3 separate regions of the Gossypium hirsutum genome follow, and regions 1 and 3 are each linked to region 2. A link is a contact called in public Hi-C data. All regions are on one chromosome and are shown on one strand. The core of a region is the stretch at or near the end of the contact, and the rest is flanking DNA. Distances in the headings are between cores, read along the strand shown. Region 1 holds the start of LOC107923325 (probable L-gulonolactone oxidase 6). Region 2 holds the start of LOC107919393 (probable truncated L-gulonolactone oxidase 7, mitochondrial). Region 3 holds the start of LOC107923287 (GRF1-interacting factor 3).

Evidence for each region. Hi-C and Micro-C count contacts between places; a contact is called where the count stands out from the background.
Region 1: a contact with region 2 is called in a Hi-C map of leaf, with 3 times the contacts expected there. The contact joins the promoter of LOC107923325 here to the promoter of LOC107919393 in region 2. A contact is called at or near these places in 8 of 34 Hi-C or Micro-C datasets (anther, callus, hypocotyl and 2 more).
Region 3: a Hi-C map of leaf shows a contact between it and region 2, with 2.3 times the contacts expected there. The contact joins the promoter of LOC107923287 here to the promoter of LOC107919393 in region 2. A contact is called at or near these places in 3 of 34 Hi-C or Micro-C datasets (anther, leaf and petal).

Annotation. Positions count from the first base shown.
Region 1 is chrA12:82,655,243-82,658,392 of Gossypium_hirsutum_v2.1, forward strand. It overlaps LOC107923325 (probable L-gulonolactone oxidase 6), which reads right to left and starts at 1,728. Exons shown (of 4, transcript XM_016853532.2): 1 at 846-1,728. The coding sequence starts at 1,538.
Region 2 is chrA12:82,479,945-82,483,136 of Gossypium_hirsutum_v2.1, forward strand. It overlaps LOC107919393 (probable truncated L-gulonolactone oxidase 7, mitochondrial), which reads right to left and starts at 1,749. Exons shown (of 1, transcript XM_016848869.2): 1 at 1,294-1,749. The coding sequence starts at 1,749. The coding sequence ends at 1,294.
Region 3 is chrA12:82,301,068-82,304,380 of Gossypium_hirsutum_v2.1, forward strand. LOC107923287 (GRF1-interacting factor 3) reads right to left here and starts at 1,902. Exons shown (of 5, transcript XM_016853496.2): 1 at 1,666-1,902; 2 at 1,441-1,560; 3 at 543-619. The coding sequence starts at 1,518.

The sequences.
Region 1 (3,150 bases), core at 478-2,977, 180 kb after region 2:
AAGAAATGAACCATTAAATTTGAAAAAGAAAAGTTAGGAGAGTATCATTGAATGAATATAAAAAAAAATCTCATATATGTAGGTAATCATTCAATGATTTGGGACCCAAATTGTATTCACCTAAAATTATTTTATATTATTATTAGGGTAATTTTTTTGGGAGAAATTTTTAAAGAGTCATCTTCGGGAACATTGACCTGCTCCCTTAATATGAAATATATTATCTCTTGGAGAGGGTCTGGCCTCTTTTTCCACCCCCTACACGCAAAGAGCTGTGATTGGGATAGGGGATCGAATCCCACTAAGGGCAAGACGCACACGTCGCTTCTTTGTGGGTGACCGTAAGTCCACCTCAGTGAGCCGTACACAATTCTCAATAGAAGCAGGCATGGTGTCTTCAAAGATGACATTTGAAAACTTCTCTCAAAAAAATCAATCCCCTTTTACAATTATTCAAGTTGTTCTTAATTTTTAAATAATTATTTTTGTTTAATAATTATTAATTATATATCTTAAGAATACAATGTAAAGTAAGAATATAATGTAATCAGTTTACTCATAAGATAATAGTAAAATTATTCCTTATAGAAAAGTAAGGGGGACCGTCTCGCCCGGCAACCCCACCCTCATAGATTTGCCCACTACCATTTTGGCCAAGAACTATAAGTGACAGCTATGGTGGATGGTTTCTTGGATCCTGAATTTCCAGCTCTCATCCGTAGAATATAGTTTAATCATATGATCAAACTATCAATTCATGTCATCCCAAGGAGAATAATGGCCATAAACACTTAAGGATCCATAAAAAAATGGAGAAAGAGGAGCTGAAAGACAGTGAGAGTTACCTGTGAGATTACCCCAAGAACTCCAAGCGAAACCTTAGCTGCATCGAGATCTTTGTCTCTCTCATTCAACACCCACACCTTAGCATATCCATCTTCAGCTTTTGCAGGGCTTACAATTCTCATCTCCACAACATAATCATGAACTGAACTCCCTTTCCCCCACAAGGAGCTCCCATGAGCGCCTGTACCTAAAAGGCCACCAATGGTCAATCCCCACCAATACGGTGCGTAAGGCAATGCGAAACCAGCCTTAGCTGCTTCAGTAATCAGTTGCCTCAACGTCACACCGCTCTCCACAGTCATCGTCATTGCCTCCGTGTTGGTTTTCAATACACGGTTAAGGTTCTTGGTGCTAACAAGCAACCCATCTTGGCCGTCGGGACAGACCAACTTGGGAATGCTGTGAGAGAAATGTGTCACCACTTTCATTTTCCTTTTGGATTTAGTTGCCGCCGATACGATCGAAACCAGCTCTTGTTCTGACGTTGGGTAAGCCACGTTCCCCGCTCTGCAAATGGCTCGGTCGGGGAACATGCCGTAAGAGTTTGTGACGGTGCAGTTGGAATCTTTGGTGGAACATTTGACGGGCTCCCCTGGGGGATTGCAACCCACTAAAACAACTAACAGACAGAGGCATTTCCATAGGAGAAGCACATTGAACTTGTTTGAAAACAACATTGGTATAGCTGGCATGGTTGATGGAAACTAATAGACAGAGGCTTTATAATCGATTGATTTTTCCACTCTAAAATATTTCGTATTTACCCGCAAATTCACACTTTGTTTAGCGTAGAAGGGGCTTCTCGCAATAAACTCAAGTATGTTTTCAAAAATGCTTCCAAGTTAAGGACTATTGAAAACGTTACTTAATTGCCTTTTTCTTAATGGCATTTTATGGAGCAACAGTTCTTATTTGAAAAAATAATCATAAACCCTACAAAAATTAATATTTATTTTATTATTTCTTGATATTTTTTTTAAGTTAATGATAAGGTGTGTGTTTCAATGGAATTTGCAGTCCCTGTAATTTGTTGCGTTTCATTTTCTACTTTTTGCCCTCTTTTGTGTCAAGTTACGCACAAGTGAAATTATTTAGATTGTAAAACAAATCCATTGGCTGCACATGCTCCAACCTCATAGCTGGGGATGAAACTAAAAGTAGTATGTAGGACGGCTATTATTATTTTGGAGTAAAAAATCAATTAACATAAATCACATTTGAATAGTCGAAATCAAACACACCAAATAGACCAGTTCATATGATATCTCATTTTCCCATCTATCATCGTACTTAGAAAACAACCAAATAGGGAAAAGGAGTTAATTTGAAGAGATTTCTTTGCTGTATTCACTTGTTTACATGCATCACAAAACAGAGAAACTACTGTCCTTTCCTCTCTTTCTTTGATCGTCATATACATTTTTTAAGGTTAATTTCACCTTACATCTCAAACTCTAAAATATTCTAAATTGAATCAGTAAAGTTTATATAGAATGTATTGAAATCACCCCGTCAAATTTTAAACACGTGTGACACTAGCAGAGGTGAATACCCAAAATATATATATAGAAAATACCCTTTTTAGTACTGACCCAAAAAAACAAAGATATTTCAAAATTTTTATAATTCATTTCTGCCGCTTTAAAAAATTTCTAAATTTAACAACTATTTTAGGGTAATTTACTAAAAAAGCTCATTTCTAAAATTATTTATGGAAATGGGCCAATTTTTTATTATTTATCAGAAAGGTCTGAATTCCCCGAAAATGCGTTCATGTAAGCGCAAAGTCAGGGGACGTGTCGGCAAAATGCTCCCCCAGGGACACGTTTTGCCCCTTTTTTAGGGTTAGAGTTTTTTGTGCTTGATTTAGGGTTTTAGGGTTAGGGTTTTAAGAGTTAGGGTTTTATTGTGTTTAAGGTTTTAGGGTTAATTAAATTAGGGTTTAGGGTTAATTAATTAAATTAACTATTAATTTAAAAAATTAATTAAATTAGGGTTTAGGGTTTTTAGGATTAATTAATTAAATTAGGATGCACTATCAGCAAAATTACTAAAAAAAACTCCCACGTTGACGCTCTTTTGCTACAGTAGTATCTGAAAAAATAATTTTGAGAAGACATTTCTAAACAAATAGTGTCCAAAATGCTTCAAGCATGATGCACTGTAAGCAAAATTATTGAAAAAAGTTCCCACATGGACGCTCTTTTGCTAGAATAGTATCTGAAAAAATAATTTTGAGAAGAAGTTTCTGAACAAATAGTATCCAAAACACTTCAAGCAGGATGCACTATCAACAAAATTACT
Region 2 (3,192 bases), core at 499-2,998:
GCAATCATGAACAAAGATTTAATACATAATACATATGATAAATGAAATAGTATAAATTGATGCACAAATAATATGCTTATAGAATAACCTCAAAAGAGAAGGCAAATTAAAAGTAACCGCAATATTAAAAGAATTTAGAAATAAACTAGAGATGCATCACATAAATCAAACCACTTAAAATTGCACACTAACCTCATTGTAATTAAACCAATTTGATTGTTAATTCTAGTCAACAAATAAATAATTGCTAATAGCCCTAAGAGACCCACTGCATCGCATTAATGATGTACAAAATGTTAAGTCTCAGATTATTATCATCATTTTAAATTTCAATTTTACATGCACATCGCCCTGCTATATTATGTTAAATCCATCCAAAAATAATTCTCAATAAATATGTGATAACTTTAATTTCACAAATCTCCTAAAAACATCATTAATTACTAAAACTAAAAGTAAAACTAAACTACTAATTATTTTAGAAATAAATATAGCGAACAAAATAAAACACCACAAAAATGTGGAATTTTTTTTTGATAATATGAGTTGAAATTAAAAATGAAATAAAAACAATTGTTTAAGAAGCTATGTCCAGCTATTAGGGGTGTTCAATCGGTTAATCAACTCAAATTACCATTAACCGAATTAACCAACCTTTTTAAACCCTTAACCTTTAACTGAACCCAAATTTTTTTCAAAAAAATTAACCGACTTAACCGACCGATTAATTTATATTTCCAAAAAATTAACCGAACTGACCGAATACTTATATATTATAATATTATTTATTAAATTCGATTAATTCGGTTAACCGACTGATTTCGAACCGAATTAACCGTTAAGTAAACTTTCAAAAAATTATTAACCGACCATCGACAGAATTAATTCGGTTAACCGACCGATTAACCGAATTCGATCGGTTAACCGAATTAATTCGGTTTTACCCAAAATTTGCACACTTTTACCAGCCATAACCCAAAAGTCGACCCTGCAGACAAAACTAAGATTTGACTTTCTTGCTTGTGCTTTTAGTTGCTATACTTGGTATTAAAGTACACCTTGTAAATACGAGTCACTGGCCATTTACATGGTTACGTAATTTTTTATGTGGTTAATATTTTAATAAGTTAAATTGCTAATAAGATACTAAGTCAATGACAAAGTTGAAGTACTATTTAGATTTACACCATCGACTTCCACCTTACAATAATCACATTTTCTTTATGTTGATAGTTTTTTTTCCATATATGAATAGCGTTTTTCTATAAAGGAATAAACTAAATAATCAAACCCCTAATTCTTAATGCACACTCTTGCATCTGTAAAAGTTTTCCCAGGCCTACAAGACAGCCCTTGTTTGGAGCATAGTAAACATCTTGGGAAGAAATACACAGTCATTCCAAAGTTCTGGTTAGTCCACTCACTTGAAAACAATCTCAATGGTCTATTCGTATTTTTAACCTTCAAGAACTCTCCACCATTTTTGTATCTTTTGATCACCCCATCGAACACCAAGTTCTGGTTCTTCCCCCAATGCGGCAACGCATCATATTTGAACAAAGCCATTTGCTCGATCTTTTCCAACACGTCCTGGTAAAGCTTAGGAGCCATAGGGTCTTTGCTCTTGTAACAGGTGATGTCGAAATCTACGACGTATTCTTGCTTGCCTAAGTAAGCGGAGGAAGCTTTAACGTAGTGCATGAGGACACTGTTGTAAAGTTCTAGCCCGCACAGTGATTTGGGATCCATGGATACTAGCTCCTTCACATCATGGATGAAGCTTTTGACTACTGATGTAACGCCTTAAATAATTTATTTTTGTTTCTGTAAATATTTAACACAACTATGTATTTGCTTCAGTGGTTAAGTGTTTTGGGCGTGTGTGAGAGGTCTTGGGTTCAATTCCCACTTTGACAATTTTTGTTATTTTTGATCCAAGCCTTACCCTTGTTGAGTGGACTTATAGAAAATTGTCTATTAATTCATATCATAATGAGCCTGCTGGTTCGAGTGGTAAGGGGGTTGTTGTGTTGGAGGTCCTGTGTTTGAATCCTTATATAAGTTGTAGGTGATAATTTTTACTTTGGGCATCTGATAGAAGTTGAAAAGAATCGAAATTCTTGAGTAGTTGGATGTGGATTAGTGGGGAGGATATTAGTCGGATTTTAGTAATTTAAAAGATTTTATTTTATTTTATTTCTTTTAATTATTTTATTTTGTTTTCCCAAAATTCCTTTTCTCTTTTTGACGTTTTCTGTTCCCTTTTTTCCTCTATTCTATTTTCGTCTCTTCCTCTCCTTCTCGATTTTTCCAAATTTGCCTCCTTTTGTGCAAATTTTGACTGTATTGTTCGGTAAGTCTTGTATTGATACGATCTTAGTGTTTCAAGGTTAGTGTTTTAATGGGGGGTTTTGTGTTTATCTCAGTTAGGGGAAGGGTAAGAATCGGTTGGTGCTCCGGCATCAATTTAAGCGTTATGGGTTTCTGTCGTTGGTGGTAAGTATTTGAGTTCATTGTTTGATGTTGTAAGGCTCCGTTTGTGGAATATTTTTGGTTTGAGTTTCACAAGTGTGTACTGAATTTAGGAATTTGGATGTTGTTTCTTAGGTTTGGGTGGTCTGAAGATTATTTTCGTTGCAAAAATGAACTAAGTGTGTACTCGAAATGCAGAAAATTGAGCTTCGACAAAAGCTAAAAAACTATTCTATCGATGCCACACAAGTGTGTGCCTGGCCATGTGGTTGGCCGTGTGTGAGACACGGCCGTGTGGTCGACGAAGGCATGACCATGCACAAGACATGGCCATGTGGTAGTGTGGGTGTGGCTGTATAGGCCATACGGGCTAGGCCAAGTTGGGTTTATGGGCCCACATAGGCATGTGGACCCACCGGGCATGCCACACAAGCATGTGGGTTTTGGGCCAAGCCGTGTGGGTCACACGGGCAAGGCCAATTTGGGCGTGTGGGCACACGGACGCGTGGGCCCATTTTTTTGAAGTTTTTCTTAGGGTTATACGGGTCGTTCCGATCGATTGTGGGCTTATCGTAGAGTCAGTAAGGGCTAACCAAACCCTAAAACTATGTGATCTGTTAGTCTGATATTCTGTTCTGAATATGATATTGTTATACATGTCTGATTAGTCTAATGTATTTATATATCTGATATCTGAATAATAGCATGTGAGCATGATAA
Region 3 (3,313 bases), core at 652-3,151, 180 kb before region 2:
ATATGCATGTGCGAATGATGTATACAAAGAAAAACCAATACAATAAACTTGGTTTCCATCACGAATCCTTGATAGCACATTTGCAGAAAAACCAAGCTAATGTATACAGATGACAAATAATATAGTGATCATTAATTAGTTCTATAAATGCTCTTGATGCAAGATAAATGGCAACAAGAACCAAATCGGGTTTGGTTGGAGTGGAGATTTTACCATCCGTATATGCATTACAAGGCTCAGACATATCCGCAGAAGACTCATCCCAGTTTGGATCTAGGAAACTCCCAATTCGAGTCCCACTTTCAACTAAAAACACACACAATTATCTAGGAAGGAAGAATTTACAACTAATTGACGATAACATTAAATACTTCAGTTTGAGGTATGTGAACCATAATACATCCTACAGCATCTAGCACTTTCAACAAGCCGCTTCCAACTTAAAGCAAACATATATAATAAACCTCAAACATTAACTTAAAGATGCAGCATGCGCCACTAAGGTAGATAAAAGAAGAAACTGAAATTTATAAATCACTTACTGCGCACATTCAGCAAGTTTTCCAAGATTCTGATTGTCCAAAATTGCCAAAATCAACTTCTTATTCTCATCAAGATACTGGTAAGAATGAAAATTAAAATACAAGAACTTAATGAATCATAATATACTCCATTTTTAAGCATTAAGTGAAAGATATTGTGAATACACACAACAAATAGCGAAAACAGACAAAAACAACAGAAACAGTAAAGCCATACATTACACCATATATGGTTTTTCTAGAGTTTAGGCACAACAGAAAAAAGGACCGAACCAAGGAAAGGATAGCCCCTTCAATAAGAAGTTGCTGAATAGAAAGAATAGCTGGATTTCATGTATGCCTTTGAGCAGATCTATCGGTTTTTGTTTTCAAATCATTGAGTTCAAACAAATATTTCATTGCATTAAAGAATCAAAACACTGAGAATCAAATCGAAAAGGGCAAAAACACTGTTCATTCTCCCCCAACATCAAGCATAACTGTTTGTTACACCATACGCAACTCACCATTCAAGATGGTCCAACTATATCGCTCCGCATTACCAATAACTTCCATTCATTTCTCTATTTCACTCATCAATTTTATCGCACCTTTTCAAACTGAATACCAACCACCATTCCATCCCAAATAACTACCATTAAAAGCACAATCAACTCTTCCATGTCATAAACGTTATGTTCATAAAATCCAACAAAAGGCCTTCATTTGTTTTTCTTTTGGAACAGATAAAAAAAAGGGTTTCTTCTATCTCATACATAACTAAAGATTACCCAAAAAAATTACAAGTTCGAGATCAACATCTCCTTCCTCAACAACCCCATAACTATAACATACTAACATTAAACACAATACATGGACAATAACGAAAAAAAGAAAATATATATACAAATATACACACCTTCTGAATCTGTTCAGTAGTAATATTAGTAGGTGGATATGAAGGCATGACAGGAATCATTTGGGGTGGCTGCGGCATCTTCGTGTGAACTTTTACTTTACTCCAAAAGAAACCCTAAACCTAATCACCATGAAAAAAAATTCCCCCAAAAAAACATCTCAATCAAATATAGATAAATATTAAACAAAAAAATGGAAAAAAAAGGGTATGTACTATTTTTTTTACCGTGTTTGAGCAGATGAGTGTGGAGGATGTCCTCCGTTTTTTGCTTTTTGTTTTTTTTTTCAAATTAATTTAATTCTTGAAATAGGGTTTTTACTTAGTGACGATGGTTGAGGAATTTAAGACGGGGGATATATAAATATCCTAGAAAAAGGGTAAAATGGATAAAGCCGAAGAAAAAGAAGCTAGATTTGGTCCATGTCTTGTTGTGTTCTGTTTGTTGAAAGACAAAACTCACCCGAATAATGATTTTTTTTTCGATTTAATTTGTGTATAATATTAATTTAAGGGTTAATTACACCAAAATCACTATATTATTAGTAAACTTATGTTTTGGTTATTCAACTTCAAAAAGTTACAAAACGGTCATTGAACTATTTAAAAGTTTCTCTTTAAATTATTGAATTATTCGAAAGTTTTTATTTAAGTTACTATGTTGTTAAGTTTTGATTTGATGATCGCTATGGTGGATCAATACCCATCAACAAGTAAGACATATCTTAGATCCAAGTCATTTTGATGGTCAATGTTGAAGATCAAAGAAGACATTATTTGGATTTTGATTCGTAGATTCGTAATGTTTAAAGTAGTTTCATGAAAAAAAATTGAACTATAGAAGATAAGAGGAAGAAGAGCTTTAGATTGGAGCAGACAATACAAACAGAGAAGGTTATACAACAACAATTTTAACTGTCTAGCGACTTAAATGAAAACTTTCGAATAGTTTAAGGACCATTTTTAACATTTTGAAGTTGAGTGACTAAAACATAAATTTACTAATAATTTAATGACCTTAAATGTAATTTACCTTTAATTTAAATTAGTTTTCTATTGTTAAATAAATTAATTTAGTTTTTATACAAATAAAACTGGATCTATTTAATTTAATTTGTTTCATAAAAATGGAAAAAAAAGTCTAATGGTTTTGTTATTTTATGTCAAAATATATATTCTTTTTAAAATTTTGTAGTTTTGTCAAAAGAATCTTTTATTTAGTATCAAATTGAGTATAAAAGACAATTTCAATAATTTCTTTTTTTTTAAGGCTTTCATTTGTTAAATTACATCATGATTGTAACGGTCTAATTTCTAGTGGCATCAAAAAAGACAGTTTTGGAATTTCACTTTCATAAACCAAGTCTATAAATATTCTAGTTTAATATTTACAGAGTTAGTATAAATGAATATTAAAGTTTACTGCTTCAATTTTGTTTATTAATTGCTTAATTAGGATACATGGACTAAATTATAAAAGTTTTATCACCATAGATTTTTAATTGGCTAAAGATTTAAGGACTTAAATTGCAATTAACCTAAGGACTAAAATGATAAATAAATCATTTTCAAGAGGTGGTAGTGGACGGTAGGATTAAGAATTTATAAATTTAATTAATGTGAAGTTTAATTAATTAATTAACTAAATTTAATATTAATATCAGTATATTTATAATTTGGTGGTCGAATAAAAGAGAATTTCTCTTCTTATTCAACCAATCATAAGTGAATAAGAAAAAAAACTTTCAAGGGTTTTAAGCTTTCGACAATGATTGATCAAGAATTGGAACAAATTGGAGGGAAACAAAAATTATTGATTAGTCTCTAAAGATTCAATTTGTTTGTTGTTTTGACCATGTAAGTTCATATTGATTTG